Linked DNA regions of Zea mays: all the other regions are linked to region 2. The links are chromatin contacts, called in public Hi-C maps. All regions are on one chromosome and are shown on one strand. The core of a region is the stretch at or near the end of the contact, and the rest is flanking DNA. Distances in the headings are between cores, read along the strand shown. Region 1 holds the start of LOC103648268 (9-cis-epoxycarotenoid dioxygenase NCED4, chloroplastic). Region 2 holds the start of LOC100381352. Region 3 holds the start of LOC100276934.

The links. Hi-C and Micro-C count contacts between places; a contact is called where the count stands out from the background.
Region 1: a contact with region 2 is called in a Hi-C map of leaf, with 4 times the contacts expected there. The contact joins the promoter of LOC103648268 here to the promoter of LOC100381352 in region 2. A contact is called at or near these places in 3 of 25 Hi-C or Micro-C datasets (all in leaf) and 1 of 3 datasets of contacts at active chromatin or transcription factors (leaf).
Region 3: a Hi-C map of leaf shows a contact between it and region 2, with 8 times the contacts expected there. The contact joins the promoter of LOC100276934 here to the promoter of LOC100381352 in region 2. A contact is called at or near these places in 5 of 25 Hi-C or Micro-C datasets (bundle sheath, ear, leaf and 1 more) and 1 of 3 datasets of contacts at active chromatin or transcription factors (leaf).

What each region holds. Positions count from the first base shown.
Region 1 is chr2:240,793,732-240,797,487 of Zm-B73-REFERENCE-NAM-5.0, forward strand. It overlaps LOC103648268 (9-cis-epoxycarotenoid dioxygenase NCED4, chloroplastic), which reads left to right and starts at 1,753. Exons shown (of 1, transcript XM_008672757.4): 1 at 1,753-3,756. The coding sequence starts at 1,903. The coding sequence ends at 3,630.
Region 2 is chr2:240,923,879-240,927,441 of Zm-B73-REFERENCE-NAM-5.0, forward strand. It overlaps LOC100381352, which reads left to right and starts at 1,360. Exons shown (of 1, transcript XM_008672760.4): 1 at 1,360-1,956. The coding sequence starts at 1,401. The coding sequence ends at 1,781. It overlaps LOC103648272 (Fanconi anemia group D2 protein homolog), which reads right to left. Exons shown (of 31, transcript XM_020548742.3): 23 at 3,545-3,563; 24 at 3,436-3,468; 25 at 3,206-3,316; 26 at 3,029-3,089; 27 at 2,830-2,885; 28 at 2,689-2,745; 29 at 2,483-2,603; 30 at 2,093-2,294; 31 at 1-403. The coding sequence ends at 2,101.
Region 3 is chr2:240,759,679-240,762,979 of Zm-B73-REFERENCE-NAM-5.0, forward strand. It overlaps LOC100276934, which reads left to right and starts at 1,658. Exons shown (of 4, transcript NM_001150626.2): 1 at 1,658-2,054; 2 at 2,155-2,333. The coding sequence starts at 1,698.

The DNA of each region.
Region 1 (3,756 bases), core at 503-3,002, 130 kb before region 2:
ATTGTACATCATGATGAGTTATACAAATTTGTAGTTGAAAACTTTTTCATTTGAATTAATTTACTACTTTAAAATGTGATTTTTAAATTGTCTTTGCCTAGTGTTGGAAAAAAAACACTCGGCAAAGAGCTCTTTGCCGAGTGTTGTATTTGTGACACTCGGCAAAGAGCCCTTTGCCGAGTGTCAAAAAAAGACACTCGGCAAAGAAACTCTTCGCCGAGTGTCAAAAATAAAACACTCGGCAAATAGCTTCTTCGCCGAGTGTTTTCTTTTACCGAGAGTTTTTTGCGTGGCACTCGGCAAAGAGTTCTTTGTCAAGTGCCCGAAATAAAACACTCGACAAAGAATATGACACTCGACAAAGAACCAAATTCCGGTAGTGAAGACCGCTTGCAAAATAAGACGTTTTTAGACGTTGTTGTATTACGTCGCTTCAAATAACTTTTTATTTATGCGAATGTTTTTGTGGGTTCTATTGTCCGAAAGTCGGTTGCCCTTTGCAAAAAAATCTGGGTACTCGTAAAGACCGTTTTCGTAGTCGTGACAGTTCTATTGGACGAGCATTTCGCGGATGCGACCTGGATGTATGTACTGCTCAAAACAGCCTGACTTCTCGAAGCAAGTTTATCTATACCATTATACAATCCACTAGTTTAAACTTTACAAAACCCACCTAACCAAATCAATCCCACACCCATAACCTTCACTAAATCCACTAAACAAATTGCACCTAGACTTGACGCACCATCAATACCAACGGGGCAGACCAATGGATAACCCTGTCTCCCTTACTCACTCAAATCCAATTAACAATATTATTTGTATCATCCCTCTACTCCCCCGCGACACCGCCACCCCCATACTACCCTCCCCGCGTCCCCGACGCCACCGTCAACCCCTCCCCTCGTGTCGCTGCCGCCACCGTCGACTTCTTCCCTCTATGGCAGGGCAAATCTAGAAGGGTTTATTGAGGTCAGCCGACCCCGACAAATTTTATAAATCGTTTGGCAGAACACTGTTAAAGTATATAAAATTTTACATAATATAACAAAGTTGCTTTTGATGACCCTGATAATGTTTTCGGCTAGGTTTGTCACTAGACCGTAGGACGTAGCGTTAGGATAGGCTATAGGCTAGTTATTATAAACCAGAACAACCTTATGTCAGATAACACAATTATGTTGAGGCACATAGTCACCAGAGCAGCAGTAGCAGCCATATTGTCTGAGCAAGAAGATGATATGGTGACAAGAGCGCAGCGAGATCGTAGCGACTGGAGCTGCAGAAGCAGAAGACGATTGACAAGTATGGCAATGCCAACTCGCCAAGGAATTAGGAAAAGAAAACTAAACAACCGGGGGTGTTATGTTACTGTTACTGTCAGTTTCACAGAGTGGCGAGTTGGCAGAGGTAGGCAGCAGACGGACATGCAGGCATGGGGAAGAAGAGTTGTGTGCGGCGCGCGGTGGCGGCACTAGCACTAGCACTAGTGGTGCAGGCTGACACGCGGGGACAGCTGCAAGCATCTCGACCGAACCATCCATCTCTCTAGAACACCCGGAGAAGAAGAGGACAGCCAGTCACCGCTTCAGTGCGCGCGGCGCGTCCCCTTCCCGCCCTTGGCTCCCGCCACGTCGTCGTCGAGACCTCGTCCCCCGTTTGACTGCACCACTCACTCCCCATCGCAGAGGCCAGCGCCTCCTATAAATCCCGTTCCGAATCCACCACGCCGGAAACCCAACCCCAGCTCGCTCCTCTCTCTCTCACTCCAAGTCTCACCATCCACATAGGCCGGCGCGCATACACGTCCCAAGAGCCTCTGCCCCGGCTCGATCAGCTGGCTCCGCCGATCATCGGGCCGGGCCAGAGTCATCAGCTCCTGACAGATTAGTTTCCGCTGCAATGGCGTCGTCCTCCATCTCTGCTCCAGCTCCACCGGCGGCTCCGGCGCCGGGCAGGCCCAAGAAGCAGTCCCAGCTCAACCCCAGCACCGGCAAGACCAGGACCCCGGTCCCCGCGCGGCCAATGCGCGCGGCTCCGACGCCGGCGCGCCACGAGGCGGCCGCCAAGTGGAACCCGCTCCAGCGGCTCGCCGCGGCGGCGCTCGACGCGCTGGAGGAGGGGCTCGTGGCGGGCGTCCTGGAGCGCGCGCACCCGCTGCCACGGACCGCCGACCCGGCCGTCCAGATCGCCGGCAACTACGCGCCCGTCGGGGAGCGCCCGCCCAGCGGCGAGCTCCCGGTGTCCGGCCGCGTCCCGGCGTGCCTCGACGGCGTGTACGTCCGCAACGGCGCCAACCCGCTCCACGCGCCGCGCGCGGGGCACCACCTCTTCGACGGCGACGGCATGCTGCACGCCGTGCGGCTCCGCGGGGGCCGCGCCCAGTCCTACGCGTGCCGGTTCACGGAGACGGCGCGGCTCCGGCAGGAGCGCGCCCTCGGCAGGGCCGTCTTCCCCAAGGCCATCGGCGAGCTGCACGGCCACTCCGGCGTGGCGCGCCTGCTCCTCTTCGGGGCCCGCTCCCTCTGCGGCGTGCTCGACGCGTCGCAGGGGATCGGGGTCGCCAACGCCGGCCTGGTGTACCATAACAACCGCCTCCTCGCCATGTCGGAGGACGACCTCCCGTACCACGTGCGCGTCACCGCCGACGGCGACCTCGAGACCGCCGGGCGCTACGACTTCGGCGGCCAGCTCGACGCCGCAATGATCGCGCACCCCAAGCTGGACCCGGCCACCGGCGAGCTCTTCGCGCTCAGCTACAATGTCGTGTCCAGGCCCTTCCTCAAGTACTTCTACTTCACCGCCGACGGCCGCAAGTCCCCCGACGTCGAGATCCCCGTCGACGCGCCCACCATGATGCACGACTTCGCCGTCACCGAGAACCACGCCATCATCCCCGACCAGCAGATCGTGTTCAAGCTCCAGGAGATGGTGCTGGGCGGCTCCCCCGTGGTGTACGACAGGAACAAGACCGCGCGGTTCGGTGTGCTGCCGAAGCGCGCCACCGACGCGTCGCGGCTGCAGTGGGTGGACGTCCCCGACTGCTTCTGCTTCCACCTCTGGAACGCGTGGGAGGACGAGGCCACGGGCGAGATCGTGGTGATCGGGTCCTGCATGACCCCGGCCGACGCCGTGTTCAACGAGTCCGCCGGCGAGGAGAGCTTCCGCAGCGTGCTGTCGGAGATCCGCCTGGACCCGCGCACCGGCACGTCCTCGCGGCGCGCGGTCCTGAGCGACGCCGACCAGGTGAACCTGGAGGCCGGCATGGTGAACCGGCAGCTGCTGGGCAGGAAGACGCGCTACGCCTACCTCGCCATCGCCGAGCCGTGGCCCAAGGTGTCGGGCTTCGCCAAGGTGGACCTCGAGGCCGGCACCGTGGAGAAGTTCGTCTACGGCGAGGGCCGGTACGGCGGCGAGCCCTGCTTCGTGCCGCGCCCGGACGCCCCGGCCGCGGAGGATGACGGGTACGTGCTGTGCTACGTGCACGACGAGGGCCGCGGCGCGTCGGAAATGCTCGTCGTCAACGCCCGCGACATGCGGGCCGAGGCCGCCGTGAAGCTGCCGAGCCGCGTCCCGTACGGGTTGCACGGCACGTTCATCGCCGGCAAGGAGCTGCAGCGGCAGGCCTAGCGCCGCCTCGTCGATCACGAACTCGACCACCTCACGTACATACACAACAGAGACTACAGTAGCTAGCTGATAGTGACGTGGCAACTCCATTATTTACAGCTAGTGTTGCGTAGTACAGTAATTTGT
Region 2 (3,563 bases), core at 110-2,609:
TACCTGCGCTAAACTCCGGGCGATCCCCCCTCCCAAAAGGTAGCCATTTCCGATGTCTGTTCTGGCCGGGCTGGGAACGTACGTGCTACACTGCTGGTTGAGCATGCAGCAGTCGACGTGGACTACGTACCACTGATGCAATGCAAATATATATGCAGTTGCTGTACATGTCGATCGATCCGACGACTAGCTCTCGGCAGTACCTAGCATAGCGGTAGAGTATACACTATCTATGCATGCACAGCAGCATGCAGCAGAGACCGTACGTAGTACCGACTTCGATTCATCTGGACGGACTGGAGACCACAACGTCCACGTACATCCATCCATGTCACTGCTTACGTGTACGACGTGGGAGCAAAACCGTGTGCCGCCGCCACCCTCCGCCGTCGAGCTACATAATCTATTTACAAAAAATAAAATTAATCAGCGTACGTACGGCTGCCATCCATCGGACTCACTCAGCCACACACACGACACGAAGCGAGCGTACGTACGGTCACACATGAATACAAATGCATGGATCCTGTGGCCTACATTGATTTATTATTGATATATCTTGTGAACGACGTACGACCGCGACCGACCTAGCTGTATCTGTATGTACAGCCAGCTAGCCATGCATGCATATGCATGGGCAACGTACGCGCGCAAACGGTGCAACAAGAGAGATCTCCGATAATTCCGTGTATATAGAGTTTGGAGAGACGATGGATGTAGATGTGCATATCCATCCATGCTGTGCTTTGCCAATAAACCGCGCGCGACTTGGAACAGTACGTAGGTCGATATTGTGTGTTCCCACGCACTAAAGATCTATGCCTCTTAATCTATTTTTGTATGTGTTATGGACATGCACACGGGTGTGTGTGGTATGCGTTCGTGGCGTCCTTGTACCCTGATAAAAAAAAACTTGATGATGCCAAGCTCATCACTGGATAAAGATCCCTGAACTTTACCCATACAAAGATGAAAATTGACACAACTGAATGACGATGTGGGGTGGGGGATTGACCAAAAAAAATATCTACGTGCTTTTCGAAGGGAAAAAAATATCGCTGACTGATCGTACATAATTGTCCATGCGATCTGTTTCAAATTTTATCCTTTTTATTTAATTTTAAATAAAAAAAGATTCTAACCCCTACAATCCCTTGGGAACCAGCTCTGATGGTGATCCCCTGGCTTGCAGCATATGGGGGTGGGGAGCAAGAAAAGGAAATGGGTTTAGTTGGGCCACACTGGGCTTGGTTGGTAGGCATATCGGGGAACTTTGATTTGATTCGCATGACAAGGACCTGTTTCCTTTACGAGCTGGTAATAGGACAAGACAACGGGGATCCGCCTGGGAACTGCCGAGCCCGGACGCATCCAATCCAACCGCTGCGCTCCACATTGCCATGCCGGGACCCACAGCAACGGCCCCTTTGTCCCTCTGTAACTGGTTCGCAGTTTCCGCACCCAGCACCCGTCCCGTGGACACTCCACTGCATCCACCACACCACCAGATCTGCCGTCCGCGCAGAGGACGAGAGGAATACTTCATCGCGATGGGGGCGGTGGTGACGGCGGTGATCGCGATCGCCGCGGTGGTGCTCGGCTGGATCACCATCGAGATGGCATGCAAGCCCTGCCTCGAGACCGGCCGACGCGCCATGGACCGCGCGCTCGACCCCAACCACGACCCGGACTCCCCCACCAACGCCGGCGGCGCCTCCGCCAACGAGCCGCTCCTCGCCGACCTCTCCGCCTCCACCGCGCCACCCGCAAAGGCCATCTGAATCTCGTCATCTCCCAGAGCGAGCCAGAGGCGGACCACCCTTTTCCCCTCGCGTTGTAATATTGCTTCTTTCTATGTCATTTTGTGTTTATGAGTTTGCTATTAATATTAATGGTGTTTTGGTTATGAAACGACCACTGCTAGCAATATATAAACTACTTATTCAGACTTCCATATTTACAAGTGACGTTGCAACCTAGATTCTGGTGGGGATCCTATCTTTTTTTCTACACTAAATGCACACACAAAACTGTTAATTTTTGGGACAGATTTTTGGCCGGCTTAGAGAGAAAGAGATGTACAGATTGGTACCTATGCCACTATTCCTCTTCCTCCTCCATCGGCGTCTCGTTGCTACCTTCCACAGCATCCTCCTCCATGGCATTGCCATTATCGTGCTCATCAGCTGGAAGGTCGGAGTCGACCTCCGTCTGCTCCTCATCTTCCTCATCCACGTTCCCATACGCCTGAGAGCTCACCACATGGCCTTGCAAGTCCTTGTGCTTCAAATTGCCTGTCACAGTTCAGAATCCACAAAGCGGACGGAGGGGCATTAGAGCAGGAAGTAGGCACAGCTCCGTGTGCTTGTATGGTAGCTTACGAAACCACTCAGGTCTAGGTTGACATGCCAACTTGCAGTTTGTGCATGACTATTACGCACGGTGCTGAAGAAACCATGGATGAGATTGCATAATAATTTACCCATCTGAAATTCCTTCTCGGCGGAGCAGCTGTGTAGCAGCGCCTTGACCTGGAACAAGAACCGCTCCATGGATCTCTTTGCAGGAGGTACTTTGCTTGTGATCATTGTCCGCTTGTTACCCTGCACAAGATCGCAGGCGCACTGCCGTAAGCACGGGGCACAATGCTCATGGTATCAACGCTGTACACAGAATCATCGGCTGTACCTTAGCATCTGAACATATGGATTGGATTATTCTTGTTCCTTTCTGGAGTTGTTTTAGCTGTATCAGCATAATTTCATCAGCGACACTGACCAGCCATTGTAATTCATCAGTGATACCAAAAGGAACATGACTAACCCTTACCATTTTAACTATGGTGTCATTATGTTGCTCGAAATGTCTCTCTAGAAAGTTGAAGGCTGCAAAAGGCAAATAGTAAATTGAATGTTTTATTTTGTCAAAGGTCAAGACCCAAGATACACCAAAATTGGTGTTACCAACTGAATGTTGAAAGGTTAAAGGCTTGTATACATAATGAACTTATAGAACCTCAATTCTTCACCTTTCAGAAATGTGTCAATAAATTTCCCCCCATGTTTAACTGCCATTGCATGCATAGAAACCTATAATTAAAGAGTAGTGTAAGTAGTGTCTCCTTCATCCAGAAGCTCAGTACTTAAACAACCGCACAAGGTACTGTTTGCGGGATTTGAGTTTGAGACACTATGGTGCAACTAACCTTTTCGTGGGACTTGCACATTCCTATTAGAGAGACAAATGCATCCACTGATTTCTGAATCTCTTGAAGAATAGTATCAACTGATCCTCTAGCCTTCAGTGCTTGTTTGATCTAGATTAGGATGGAAATTACTCAAACATCAGGCAACGCTACAGTTTAGATTAGAGGACACAGCGATAGGGGGGAAAAGGAGCAATTCTAGCGCATATATGCCGATTTAAATTGCTCACCGTCTTGTTTAAACTCCCTGTGTTCTCCTCGTGCTGTATTAGTGACCAAAATGTTAGAAGACAAGACAAGCATGGCATATTTCATAAATGTATCAAACGCCATACTTACAAGCACACGGTACCAAGAG
Region 3 (3,301 bases), core at 408-2,907, 160 kb before region 2:
GCTCGTCGTCAACAAGGAGAAGGAGAAGGAGATCAAGGAGGAGGAGAATATAAGCAGCAGCAAGAGCAAGAGCAAGAGCAGCAACAACCAGCAGCTGCGAGGGTTTGATGGGCGATACGGCATGTTCAGCGTGTCATCCTGGAGGAACATCGGGTTCGAGGACGTCGATTTCGGGAGCGGGCAGCCGGCAAGGGTGATGTGCCACGTGCCAGGGGTGCCACCCATCCCGGGCTGCATCGCGTGCCTGCGTTGCGAGGGGAGAGACGGAGTCAACGTGCTGTCGTGCTGTGTCAAGGAGGAGCATGCCGACGCCTTCCTCGCAGAGATAGCAAAGCTGGGGTGATCCATGCATGCATGATTATTCCATGCGCGAGAGCGTCAAGAATATGCATCCATGTGGTCTTCACATGCATGCTGCAGACATACGTTATTATATATATATATTCTCCATCGGAATATATAATGCGAACATAATATAATGTATCAACTCCCTTACATGAAATAATGAAATAAAATATGCCCTGCCTTATCGGTATGGCAGGCTTCGTTGTAGTTGTTTAATTTTATGCATGTGCCCTTCGGTATAGCTACCTTTCAGCTATGGCTAGAGTACCTTTTTTCCACTTCATTTTTCCACTTCAAAATATTTGAGATTTCATAACGAAACCTGGAAAGTGAAATACTACAAAAATGACTGTCCAACGCCTCTTCACTGGACGACAGGAACCCAATTACATACATATATTTTAAACCTTTTTCGCACAAGAGTCCCTTGTTATCATGGGCGAAGGTATATATATATATATATATATATATATATATATATATATATATATATATATATATATATATATATATATATATATATATATATATATATATAGTGAGTTTAGAGCATCTAAAACAATACCTCAAACTAGTGTCTCAAGTTGAAATATAATGTTCTGCACAGAAAAACTACTTTTCAACAATGCCTCATTTATAATTTTTTTTGTCAAAAACATATATGACACACTTTCAAGTGCCTCAAATATACTACATCATAGTGAGCTGCCCTATAATCTAGATTTAAGGTTTTTACTGTTAGAGTGGAATATTTTGTTGGTGCCCTAAATTATATAAAATTTACTTATTTTTAAAATATAGGACATTTTTATAGGACATGTTGTTGAGATGCTCAGACGCGCCCATAAAAAAAATACAAAACTAGTTATAATAAACACATTTTTACTTTATATGCACCCCCATCAAACGATGTCTATGCAACTTCACCAAAAAAAATGACATGAATTAAAGAGGGATCAAACTTATGATAACTTGTTTTGAGACTCTTAGTCTATCTATTACTCCCTACGTTCTTTTTTATTTATCGCGTTTTAAGTTAAAAATGAACTAGCAGTTTAGAACGGAGGTAGTACAAATTTAGACATAAAATATAGTCTACAGTCTATTCTGATCATATGTTAGATAGGACAAAACAGGCCACTGCATTAGGTACATGGCTAGTGACCCGAGCAACACCACCGAATCTTCCTTTTATCGAAATGGAAAATGGGCCAACACTGGTAAATGGCCCAAGTAATCTTTTCCCGAGCAAAGGTAAAGCCCGCGAGAGCCCAGCCACATGTAGCATCCCAATGCCCCGCCGAAACATCCGTTCAACTGTTGACCCATCATACGGAGTAGAACCGGACAGGATGGCCGCCGCTCGCGCACGGGTGCTGCGCGAGCTGCCGGCAAGGTGCTGGACGAAATGCCTCCGCCGCGCTTCCCCTTTCCCCTCCACCTCGCCCGCCGCCTCCTCGCTCTCCAGCCTCAGCCGTGCTTCCACGTCTCCCTTTCCGCTCGCCTCTCGCTCCCGGCGCCTTCTACACTCGCTGCCCTCGGCGGCGGTGCGCGTGCGCGTGCGCGCGCAGCTGCAGACGCGCTTCTTGGCGAGCGAAGCCGCGCGGGGCGGTGTCGGCGGGCGCGGGCCAGCAGCGGACAGCGAGGAGGAGGCGCAGGAGTGGGCGGTGGAGTGGGAGGACAGCGAGGACGACGGCTACGAGCCCGAGGTAGCGACGTCCGGTTCGGCGACCCTGGCCTGGCCGCCTGGTCCTCCATCCTCCTTGCGGCTTGCGAAGTGCGTTTCTGATCACCAGCGCTTTTCTCCAGATCGGCGACGGCGGGGACGGCGGCGGGGTCGCGCTGCGGGGCGTCGGTTGGGGCGAGCGTGCCCTCGTGGCGGCCGAGGAGGTTCTCGCCGGCCATTTTGGGGATGACATCGCAATGTTCGCCTTCAAGGTGTCGCCCAAGGGATACGTCTACGTGCGCCTCGACAAGCTGACCGACGTGTGAGTAACGTTTTCCTTTCTTGGTCTTGGTCTAGTTTGTTCATGGTGGTTGTTAGCGTCACAGAAGCTTCTAGATAGATAGCAGGGAAGAGAGAAAGCAACAGAGATTGGAGACTTGGAGAAGAAGAAGATAGGCAACACGACAGTTGTATTGTTATTCTATTCATATCCCCCAACAAGAGTAAGCCACTGAACATATATATGTGTGACTCGCTAATGGACCACTACAAAACGAGTTACACAACCCACTGCGGCCCAATCACATACGAATACGGCTTCCTTATCCTCCGAGCGGGCGACTGCGACATTGCCTGTCTTGTTGTTGCTGAATCCTCCGCTTCCTTTATGTGATCCTCGCCACCTATCCATTCCCCACGTGCAGATGTGCTGACATTCCCCACCGCTTGAAATACGGCTTGCCCCCAAGCCGTAGATAGTGTAGACAATAATAGTGTAGACAAGTATGAAGGGCTGGTGGTAAAGTACCAAATTTCCAGAGTGTAAGACCAGATTTTAGATTCTCGTTCAACCATAAATGGTATGTATCCCTGATGCTTGTCTTCCTCCAAACTGCCAGATCAATTATATTCGTACCATATGCCCAATCACATTCATCTGGGTCAAGTCTCTGAGCTATCATGGTATGTGAGAAGTTGAAATATGTCCTGAAACGCTTACACATCACCCAGTTGTCTTCCCTTCTGCATGTTTCCACAGCTCCATTTACCTTCCCTTCAAGATTGATAGCGCAAAGGGGAGACAAGTCAGCCACTGATGTTTTCGTATCTGTAATAACAGGGAAGACTACTTTCTCAGGCACTGAGGAAGATCGAACAGTTGAGCTCACAACAACTGAAGCGGCAAGAATGTTATCACTGGCTAGAATGTAATGTTGTAAGGAATTATCAGAGAGCAAAAATAACAGTTCTGGTGGCAGTAACTGGTTCCGTGCATGGGCATTTGAGGAG